Linked DNA regions of Anas platyrhynchos: region 2 is linked to region 1. The links are chromatin contacts, called in public Hi-C maps. All regions are on one chromosome and are shown on one strand. Each heading gives the region's core, a stretch centred on a gene start, on an enhancer-like site or on the middle of the called end of the contact. The rest is flanking DNA. Distances are from core to core; before and after follow the strand shown.

Region 1 (5,508 bases), core at 1,861-4,360:
AACAGGCTGAGGGACCTTCAGCCATGGCAAAGAGTCAGCCCACAGCAGGAAATGTCAAAGCACATGCCGGTAGACTGCACATTTTGAGAGAGAGAGCACACACAAAAAAATGTGGATGCAGTAAATGTTTTTCCAAACTGGGCTCCAGAAGGGACGGTGGGCTTATGTTATCTCCTGATGTTGGGATGTTGCAGCTCTGTACCAGCCAAATGGATTCACGTATGGCCTGCCATTTTATTTCCACATCAAGAGGCTGCGCTATCCTCCGCGTGTAATTCTGAGCCAAACTGTCCTTTTTTAAACAAGGTTACTGCCAAAGTGCCAGATAGCACCCAAAAATCTCATCCCTTTTCATTATATCAAACCACAGTGAATAACTGTCATACACGTACAATCTCTCTTGTGATGGCCCATGCACATACAAGGTTTATAAAAAAAAACATGCTGTTTCTCTTCAGGATTCTTGGCATGTGCAGATATGTTTTTTAGTATCATGAATTCAGCTGTATATATCTTAAAGATAAATGGCGTAACTTAGAACGAGGGGGTAACTGTAAAATAGCTTTGCTATGCATAAAAGTATTTTGGAGGTTAGGCTATATTATCTGGTAGTGTATCAAAATAAGAAAGAAGTGTTATCTTGTTATGGAATGGGATGAATCAAACTCCCTCCCATGAAAGACTGATTTCCAAAACAGTTGCCTCTAAGCTGAGGTTGAAGGTAAAGATTGTTTTGGGGGTGAAATGCTTCAATTAGTGTCCAAATTCCTTAATAAAATATGCACATATCAGAATCACTTTCTCTGGCTTGGGACGGAGAAGTGTGTTGTTTTCATTATTGCTGAACTTCAAAATGGCTTAAGGAATTTTGTTGGCCCCTTCCAACAAAACTGAATTTCGGGCAGGGATTAAAGCAAAGGAAATTTCAGCCCAAGGGCAAATGTTTCAGAAAGTTTAAAGTATGTGAAACAGGGAGTTAAGTAGGAAATAGTTTTCAACCCTAACTATAGCCACTCTAGCTATAATATATTACTAAATATAGACTGGTGGGTGTGTCCAGCTTTCTGAAGGTGTTATCCTTCCTCCTCTGAAGCTTGCTTCTAAAATGACCTTTTCAGGGTTATAACTAACCGTATAATATTGCCCATGTTGGAAAATGTTAAGCTGCATTATTTCCCAGGTAAGCCCAGCCAAGCCCAACTTTGCTTTTGCGACCAAAATTCCCTTCATAAAATTCAACCTTTTATCTTTCATGTGAATCCAACTTTATACTTGGGTTCATTTATCTCCAAGCAAACTGCACAATAGCCCTGAATATTTAATTTATGTGCTAAAGGTTGACACTTGGGTTATAAACCTCTGTAAAAATACTGGGGTCAAGGAGCTAAAAACATTACTTTTGCATTGACTTCAAAATGCCAGCCCTAATGGTTTGGGCAAGCTGCAGATCCAAACTCCCTTGGACTTGCTGCTTGTGGTTGTGGGAATATATTGGATCCTTTCAAAATTATTGGCTAGTCTGTTTTTGTGCATTTCATGTTTGGGTATGGAGTTTTTGGATTTATTTTCTTTGTTTGTGGTGATACTGTCATGTCTGATGACTGGCTATATATCCCAGAACTAATATTCCACTCTTTGACTCTAATACCATATGCTGCTCAATGAGCATGTTGAAGTATGGTGTTAATGTAAGGGATGCTGTAATGAACATCTTGTACATATTTCCTTTTGCATATTCAGTGTCTGTAAATGTCTCTCTGAATACACGCTTGCTGTTTTTGAAACTATTTCCTTACAATTCAGTACAAATACTATTTATACACAAAGTTGTTCAAGGTTATCCTTTTCAACTGTCTTTATGATACTCTTCTAGTCTAAGAGAGGAGAATTTGATCTTCCTGAGATTAATTAGGAAATTGCTAAAGTAACTAAAAATGGTATATGAGGCACTTCCTAAATGCATGAACCCTAAGAGGTACAAAATACATCTGACAAAGCTCTAGCTGTACTTCTATAGATGACTGTATTTTCATTTTCAAAACTGGATGACTGCTGAAGGCGAACCAAATAAAGCAAAAGTATTTGAGCCCCTTTCCATTTTGAAGGTATCATTAATATCTCAAAAGAAAAATAAAATAAAATAAAATTAAATTAAAAAAAGAATATCCCCTTAAAATATAGGATTTCCAATGTGCCTGAGTTAAAAAGGCATAGCTTCCTATATTGATTCCGAAAGAGATGTTAAAAATGCATGAAAGATATTTTAGTGAGGCAGGGTCACAGGATCTTTTAAAATTCTTTTCTCAGATGCTGTTTAACTCTTGTGTTTCTTTATCATTGGAAATGCTCAATCCCGGGTTACAATGTGTGAGATATCAAATTATTTTATACTGACCGGAATGTCTTTAAAATGAGTTTGGTTTGGGGAGTAGGGATTATACCAGTGTCTGTTTACATAGCTGCAGACTCAGACTGTAAGCTAGGTTTGGAAAACTGTAATGATTCAGTAATTTATAGACTATTAGGATAGTTAGGTTAGAAGCGATTCTTGAGCATAGTGAATAGAGAACACATGCTTATAAAGGACAAACAGATTCAGCATAATAGTGTATTTTTGGCCTCATCTATTTTGCAGGCAATTAACAAAATAGGATGTTACATTTTTGCATATCTCTCACTCTCCTGAAATAGAGTCACTAACCACTTGTTAACCACACTGATTTTTTAATAGACAACGTGGTTGCTTATAGCTTCCCCACCAGAAATGTTCAGATTAAGCACACTATTAGATTGCAGCCAGAATAGTCTACAAAACAGGAAGAAAGCCTTGCCTTTCTCTCTGCCTTCTTCCCTTGTTTAAGTTGACGTGATAATTCATTACAGATTTTCTCTTTCTTTGACAGAGTGCCTACCGCAGAAATGGGATGACTTTTCTCGCCTGCTAATATGGATGTGGCTGCAGCAACAGGAAAGACAGTGTTATATTAAGGTGATTTTCTTTTCCCCTCCATGGAAGGAAAAAAATACAAGCTCCAATGTCTCTGTGTACCAGTGAGTGGGCTGGTTTGTTGTGACTATCTGCTGGCTGACTCTGTCTCTTTTTCCAGCCCCCTCAATCGTTATTCTTGTTTACTAGCTGGAACATTTAGCTAATTAATGGCAGGATGTTTGGGATAGCGTGTAGGTGGACAAGAATACGGATCACACAAGTTTGAAGTTTGCAGGGGACTTGCTGCTGTCAGCCCCTTTCAAAAATGCGCTGTCATTTTTATTTAATTGTTTGGAAGTCTGTGTTTTAGTAGTGATGTTGTTTTGTGAAGCAGGATGGGGCAGAAAGAGGCCAAAGATGTTCTAGGCTATGTAGGTTTTCCTTGTCTTTTTTACAAAAAGGAAAAACTATACTGTTATTCAGTGATTTCCCTCAAGTCATTTTTAGATAGCATTCAGACAGTATAACCCAGTTTAATCCAGCAAGGGAATTTTTAAAAATAGTGATACCTAACTCAAATCCAAATGTTTTCAGATAAAAGTTCAGGTAACCTATACCTCTTTTTTTTGGTTAAATACTTGTTTTCTTCACACACCCCAACACAGTGAAGTTGTCAGTCCCAAATCCTCAATATTGCCATGTTGCATTCCTCCCCGAAGGCCCAAGCTGTTGCTCTCTGAAGTCAAGGGAAGTCTCTGCAGTGATTTGGCACAGAATCTGGCCCCTATTCAGAAAATGTATCCTGGAGTATACAGAATACAGCCTGACCAGCCGTGTCCATCTCAGTGACCCTGGAAAAAGGCTTAATGTTACGTGCTGGCCAGGTGTTGGCTGCAGGAGGCAGATGTTGTCTCTTTTGCTGACAAAGGCAGTGTTAATGTTGTATTCAGCTAAAGACAAAATGGGCTTTTTATTGCCTTTTTATATTTTAGTTCACTTTGTTTGTTTTCAGATTTGTTTTTTAAATCTCAGTCCCTCCTTCGATGGTTCTTTCCGTCCCCCGCTCCTCCAGCCTGTGCTGTCCTCACAAACGTATTCATTACTTCCCATAAAATCTGTACAAATATAGAGCTAACCACGATGATGCTGAACCAGAGAAAAGGGCTTATGCTTCAGCCCATCACCAGGATCTGCAGGCATGTACTGCCTGTGTCCCTGGGGCAGCTCATGGGTCTGCTTTAGCCGCTCGTAGCGCAGGCTTGAAATCTAACTTAAACCTCAAATTAAGACAGAGCACTCAAGGGATCAAGAGGAGATCAGCAAAATATTACTTTTATGTAGTGCAGCCGTCCTCCTCCTTTGTGCTGAGTATGTGAGGTCTTAACTTTTACTCCCACTGCATGGTATTGTGGTCATTTGTAAGTGGTTTTCTTGCCCTGCTTTCCTGGACCTGCTTGCGAAAGCTTTAGAAGCATCTATATTTTAAATAAACAGAAAAATGTGTCTTCTCTTTGCAACCAAAATATCCTAAATGTGAACTTTGTACATCAAATGTTACTGCCGATTATGAATTGTTTTTTAATTTTACCTGCTCACACTCCTGTTTTCTGGAATTAATCTGTGTGCAAAGGACTAAAAGTAATGTGTACACTGCCGTATATTAATTGGGGGGGGGGGAGGGAGGGGAGCTTTCTGATGTTCCATCTGTGCTTGTTGAAATATATGATTAAACTTTTCTTTTTATCATCATTCTTATTTTTGTTGGCGTCCTTAATCATGGAAAATTATACGCTTGCTGTAAACATCCAGACTTTTTTAAAGGACACACCAGCATTTATTGTATTTGGTTTCGATCTGCAGGCATATAGACAGAAGAGACCATTTCAGGCACTGGGTAATGGAATCAAAATTCCTTCCGTAGCTGTATCTCTCCCAGATTTTACATTTTAAAATATGCATAAGCAGAGAAAATACTGGCACTTATTTTTTACTGGTCTACTTGAAGTCCCAGAGAATGAAGACTCAACATACATTTCTCTCGGAAATATGACAGATCATGTTTTTGTTGGTCTGCCGTATGTTTGTCTATCTTGAACAGCCTGACAGGCAATTATTTATAAAATCTGGGTTTGCCCAGTAAACCCATATAATAACCTTTCACTTCTCTACATAAGCCATGAGCTGAATTGAGAGTAAAACAAGGTAGGTTATGTCTCCCTCCTTGAACCAGCCAAGTTATTCTTATATTGGGAAGGAATAGCTTTTTCTCAGAGTTGCCTTTCTTTCTGCTTAAAGCTCAAACAAGAGCACTCGGACCTATGCTGGGTGCAGAGCCTGTCTGAACCCCACCTTCCATGCTGCAGAGATGGGCGTTCAGGATGGCACTGTGCATTTTCTCCTCAGCGTTTTTTTCTTTACTTTGCATATAAAAATCAGTCTGAGGTGGTGGTAATGGCTGTGCCTGAATGGCTTTGTGCTTGTGTAATTTCAGTTTACAAATAATTTTGATTGTTTGTGTGGGTTTGTAATTGCTGGATTAGGTTGTGCCGATGGCTTGGCATGTTATCGGTTACCCGGTG
Region 2 (5,508 bases), core at 1,652-4,151, 290 kb before region 1:
GGGCTCACCTTGAATGCCACCGGGAGGGTCTTGTTGCAGCGCCAGTGCGAGGGCAGCACGGAGCACAGGAAGTTGGGGCTGTCGGTGCGGACCAGCTCGGCGGGGTGGTCAGCGATGATCTCCACCATGGTGCGGTTATCGTGGGGGCGCAGCCTGGGCACGGCGGCCGCGGCTTCTTGCTGCTGCTGCTGCTGCTGCTGCTGCTGTTGCTGCTGCTGCTGCTGTTGGGCTACTACGACCGGGCTGACTTCGCTCATCTTGCCGGGCTGCAGGCTGCTGGAGGGGGGGCTGAACCTCCGGCTGGTGCTGGGATCTACGGGAATACGCATCACAACAGCCACAAGTTAGCGAATTGGGGGGCGGGGGGGGGGGGAAGGGGGGGGAGCGGTGAGGGGGGATCGCTGGAGGAGGCGTGTAGAAAAAAAAAAAAAAAGGGGGGGGGGTAGGGGGTTGTAAAAAATAAAAATTAAAAAAAAAAATCGTCGAAAAAAAAAGGGTGAATGAAAAAGTGGAGGCGTCAAGATCAAGGGCCAAAAAGCGAAAAAAAAATAATAATAACAATAATAAAAAAGCCAGCAGATTAAATGCACGAGGAAAAAAAAAAAAATCTCAGTCTGTTGTTTTTTGGTTTGTTTGTTTGTTTTTCTCCGAGGCAGCCGGACGGGGCGGGGGGCGATGCGATGCCGGTCTGGGGGCGCCTGCAGCCCGCAGCAGCGAGGAGGGCGACGGTGGGCTTGGGGCCGGGGCTGCGGCTCTCAGCAGAGCCCGGCTGGAAGCTGCATGGTCCCGGCTGCACCGCGCCGCTTCTCCTCCTCCTTCCTTCCTCCCTTCTCGCACAGTCTCTCTGCTCCTTTCCCTCCTTCTCGCCACCGCTTCTTTCCTCAAGTGCTTGAGTTTCTTTCCTTTTTTTTTTTTTTCCTTCCCCTCCCTCCCAGTCCTTTTTTTTTTTTTTTTTTTCTTTTCGGATTTTCTAAGGTTGGCTGGGGAGAAGAGAAGGCGCTGCTGCCGCTCGGGCTTCCTGGGCTGCTGCTGTGCGCGGCGGCCAGCAGAGGAGCGGAACTTTCAAGGGGGGTGTCGAGGGGAACGTCCCGGTTTCCTCCAAAGAAGTCTTCCTCCTCCGGACAAATAAACAGCGAAAAAAAGAAAATAGGAGAAAAAAAAGGAAAAAAAAAAAAAAAAGAAATACGGACGAAGTCCCGCTGGGCTCCCCCCGCTTCTTGCCCTTGGCTTTAGGAAGCCGGGGCTCCGAAAGGCGCTCCCGGAGGGGGGGGGGGGGTTGGGGTGAAAAGAAAGTTTTAGGGGGGCCGGGCCAGGAGGGAAGTCCCACAGCTGAGAATGAGAAGAGAGGCTTTAGCCGGTTCCTCTGGGAGGCTTCGGGGCTTAAGAAAAGTTGAACTTTCGGATTCCCAGGGAGAAAAAAAAAAAAAAAAAAAAAAAAAAAAAAAAAAAAAAGCGGGGAGCGCAGTTTGGGGAAAAGAAAAAAAAGGGAAAAAGGAAAGAAAGAAAAAAAAACAGTTCTCTTTAGGCTGATTTCTAAAATATGCCCAAGTAAATTCTGGGAAAAGGCAGCCTCGGTGCAGTCCGGTCCTTTTAATTAAGTCGCTGCTGGATCCAAGTCCGTTGAGTTGAATAGGCTAACAAAAATCTTTCCTTTTTTTTTTTTTTTCCGCCCCTGATGAACAACAGCAGCAAAAAAAAATCATTAAAACGTCGGTTTGTCTGAGTTATTTTTCTTTCTGAAAATCGTTTTGAAAAAAAAAAAAAAAAAAAAAAGCAAAGCAAAAACAACAAAACTTCTTTTGGGTCCCAAGAAGTTGAGGTCGGGGAAGATGAAGGAGCCGAAAAAACACGCCACGGTTTTTTGTCCTGAATGTGGTTTTTGGAGGCTGGGATTTCTAATGATTAGGTTTTTGTGGTTTATATATACAGGACTCTCTGGCTAAGGCGATCATTATGCTGATGAGAGTCAGCAGCACGTGGTGCTTCAGTCCTCAGACTTCTGCAGCCTTCAAAATAAATAAAACAATGTGCATCCCCCACAGGAGGAGAAACTCTGCTCCGAGCCGGGCTCACCCACGGGGAGGGGGACGAGGACAGGGAAGGGGGGCAGCGGGACACGGTCTCCGAGCTCCACTTCTCGCCGGGTTTTTTCCATTAACACTTTGGGGCTTGTTTGTTTTAAAATATATATATATGAAAAATCTTGTTTAAAAAAAAAAAAAAAAAAGTAATAATAAGCTGGTGCCAAAGTTTTTTTTTTTCTTTTTTTTTTTCTAAGTCTCCGGTAGTCTAACGCCTAAAACATTTCCTTGAATGAATGAAAGCTATAAAACCCCCCTCAGACTATTAAGGTAAAGGGAGTCTGGTTTGTTTTCTGCCTTAAAAAAAAAAAAAAAAAAAAAAAAAAAAAAGAAAAAAGAAAAAAAAAAAGGCAGATCTTATTAAAAACAATTTACATACCCAATAGTAAAAAAGTGTAACCGCCTCCCGGGGCAGATAAGGACCTATCACATCCCTCCCGCTAATTTCTAAGGTTTTGCTCCTTCGGGCTCCTGCCACCTTCTTGCGAGCGGCCGGCGTGGCGGGGGGGGGGCCGTGCTGGGTGTCCCTGGGGGGGTGCCCATGGGTGGGGGCCTTGGGGGGGGTGTCCTGGAAGGGGGACCTCCCTTCCACGCATCCTTTACACCGAGCCACCCTCCGTGCAGAGATGGGCTGGCGGAGCTGAGCCCCCCCAGGCTCTCCCCGTGCCCTCCCGCCGGTCCCCTTTTGATCCCCGCCGGGGGTGGTGGGGGGGGGGGGGGGTCACCGTGTGTCGTCCCCACACCCCCGGGGACCGGAGGGGAAGGTGGGGCAGCAGGAGCCGGGCGGCCCCGCCGCGGCGCTCGGAGGCCGAGCTCTGCCGATCGGTCGCAGGGGAGAGCTCTCGCTCCGCGCACCGCCGCTCCGCGCGGCTCGGGGGGGGGGCGGCGGCTGCCGGGACCGCTCCGGCCCCCCCCGGGGTCTTTCCCACGGCCACATCGGGGGGCGACAGCCCCTGCGCCGCCGCCCTGCACGCAGCTACACCCGTTTTCACTCTTTTTTAAATTTTTTAAATGTATTTTTTTAACTTTTTATCTTTTTTTTTTCATTTTTTTATTTTTTCCCTTTTTCCTTTTCCTTTTTTCATTTTTCTTTTTTTTTTCTCCTTTATTTCCTTATTATTATTTCTTTATTTCTATTTTTTGTCTTTTTTCTTTATGTTTTATTTCTTTATTATTTTTATTTCTTTATTTCATTTCTTTATTTTTTATTTCTTCGTGCTTCTATTTGGTATTTCTTCATTTCTTTATATTTTCTTTATTTTTTATTTATTTTTATTTCTTTCTTTGTTTCTTCATTTTTTTATTTATTTCTTTATTTTTATTTCTTTATTTATTCCTTTATGTTTTACTTCTTTTTTTTTTTTCATTCCTCTTTTCCTCTTCAAATACCAGAGGGGATGGGGGAAGTTTCCTACCCTACTGCACCTATGCAGTCTCTGTGGGTAAGGAGCAAACCCTCCCTGAGCTTGCCCCCCCTCCTGCAGCAAGGACAGGGGGCTGCTTTCCCCCAGGGGCCACAGGCACCTCCAAAGGACCATCACACTCCACCGAGAGCACAGGGGATATTCAGAAGCTCCACCTTACTGTAGTTGCAATACCGAAAATACACCTTTTCATAATTATTTGAGTAAAATGTTTGTGACCACCATGTTTTATTAATTTATTCCCCCCCACCCCCCCTTAGCTGGAAGGGAAAAGCTTTCCATTAGAGCTATTCCAAAGGTGCTAGAAAGAAGGCAAGAGGATGTCTTATACCCAAATGCTATATATACCTGACAGTCATTACATTTCAAACAAGAAGATACATTTCCACTTTTAATTGGCCACACTAAAAGTTTTACAGTCGCCTCTCTTCCTACTAAAATAAAATAAAAAGTTAATTAGGATAAACCCAAATATGTTATTGGAAGCTACCAGTGTAAGGTCACTTAAAATAGTCCACGGTTATTTATAATCTTGAAAGAAAATTTTCCACTGAACGCCCTAACAAAGTTTCAGGTATCTGGCACAGCTGATTTTCAGTCTCCAAGCAAAAATATCTTTCTGCTGAACATTTACACATTTAACAGGAACTTACTACAGCCTGGAACAGATCACAGCTCAGAGTACTAGCATTTTATTTAAATGGTTATGGACAAATTAATAAAAGTACCAGTAATGTTTATGGACTTGCATAAAAGCTGGACGGGATTTTTTCAAAATAGTAATTCATGTTATGATATATATAATCTGGAACTTTGGCTGGGATTTGGCTGAAATGGAGAGCAACCCTGCTGCTCGGCTTTCCTCGGCTTTCATTTCAGAACTTCTCGGAATTTTAGCCCTGGTTGCAAAATGGGTCATATTTTAAGATGTTAGAGAATTGCAGGAGGGTTAGTGAAAAAATGTGCTTGCACTGCAAATTATGTCTCAACAAACACCTTCAGATCCACTTTATAAAATAAGATTTTCATTAGTACAGCTACGATTGCTGCAATTTTGATTGTCTTTCAGCTTTTTCCCTTTTAATTAAGTTATGGATGCAGCCATAATTATATCGCTTTTTGCCAAAAAGGTAATGTTTTAAACAGCACAGGGTTTGTTTACTGTTACTTTTCTAAAACCCGGGCCTAGCGCGCTCACGTTGTAAGTATCGTATGCTCGAGAGGAAAAATAATTGTCGAATTTGAAAGATGCAAACCTGGATGATGTTCCCTAAATAAATAGTTTCGATGCCAGTTTGCCGGGCTGGAATGTGCTGTAAATATGATGAGTACAGGATTTATTTTGAGCTATAGAAGTAAATAGCCTTTGTGAAAAAGGAATAAGTGAACGGGTTCATGGGGTTTGTTATTGCCTTGGATATTTTTAGTTGGAGTGACTACAGCAACGTCAGCAATTATTACTATAGCTGAGGACGTGCCAATATTCTCTTTCCAACATCTACCTGCTAAAAGTTTTTAATTAATTCGTGAAAATGAGCATCAGGTCAAAATGTGTCAACTTCAGTAAGCTTAGTGCTACAGAAGGGATTGCCCAAATTTCCATTCATTTCAGCAGGGGCAAGATAAGCTCCAGTGGCTCTTGGCAGTGCTTTGCTTTCGCTTTGGCTGCGAATTGACTGTTTGCCCAGCTATTCTTTGCACTTTTTTTTTTTTTTTTAAAAAAAAAAGACAAATAGTAACTCCAGATTTGCATGTTATTTGGTCTGTTAAGTAGACATGTGGTAATGGGTTCTGTAACTACAACGTTCGTATTCAGACTCTGGACAACTCTGGTTTGTTTAACTACTGTGTCCCTGTCCCCTTGATTTACGGCCTAGATAAAAGAACACTCGTTGTGTCCTGAAATTAGCTGACACCATTTAATATTTCAGCACCACACACTGATTTTTAGTATTTCTAGTCCCCAATACAAATATAAGCACAGAGGTTCAAAAGTCAGGTTG

The links. A called contact is a pair of places that touch in the nucleus more often than the background predicts.
Region 2: a contact with region 1 is called in a Hi-C map of small yellow follicle, with 4 times the contacts expected there. The contact joins two enhancer-like sites. A contact is called at or near these places in 2 of 8 Hi-C or Micro-C datasets (small yellow follicle and subcutaneous adipose tissue).

The regions. Positions count from the first base shown.
Region 1 is chr3:114,828,398-114,833,905 of IASCAAS_PekinDuck_T2T, reverse strand. SUPT3H (SPT3 homolog, SAGA and STAGA complex component) reads left to right here. Exons shown (of 12, transcript XM_072036526.1): 12 at 2,904-4,632. The coding sequence ends at 2,945. Among named protein-coding and RNA genes, the nearest start is that of CDC5L, 220 kb to the right of the region's middle. Within about 2 kb of position 3,110, at least 2 of the 8 cell types and tissues checked have an H3K27ac peak or open chromatin away from gene starts, as enhancers often do. A contact at or near this core is called in small yellow follicle, where this site is marked.
Region 2 is chr3:115,121,679-115,127,186 of IASCAAS_PekinDuck_T2T, reverse strand. RUNX2 (RUNX family transcription factor 2) reads right to left here. Exons shown (of 7, transcript XM_038176222.2): 3 at 9-313. Among named protein-coding and RNA genes, the nearest start is that of SUPT3H, 16 kb to the right of the region's middle. Within about 2 kb of position 2,901, at least 6 of the 8 cell types and tissues checked have an H3K27ac peak or open chromatin away from gene starts, as enhancers often do. A contact at or near this core is called in small yellow follicle, where this site is marked.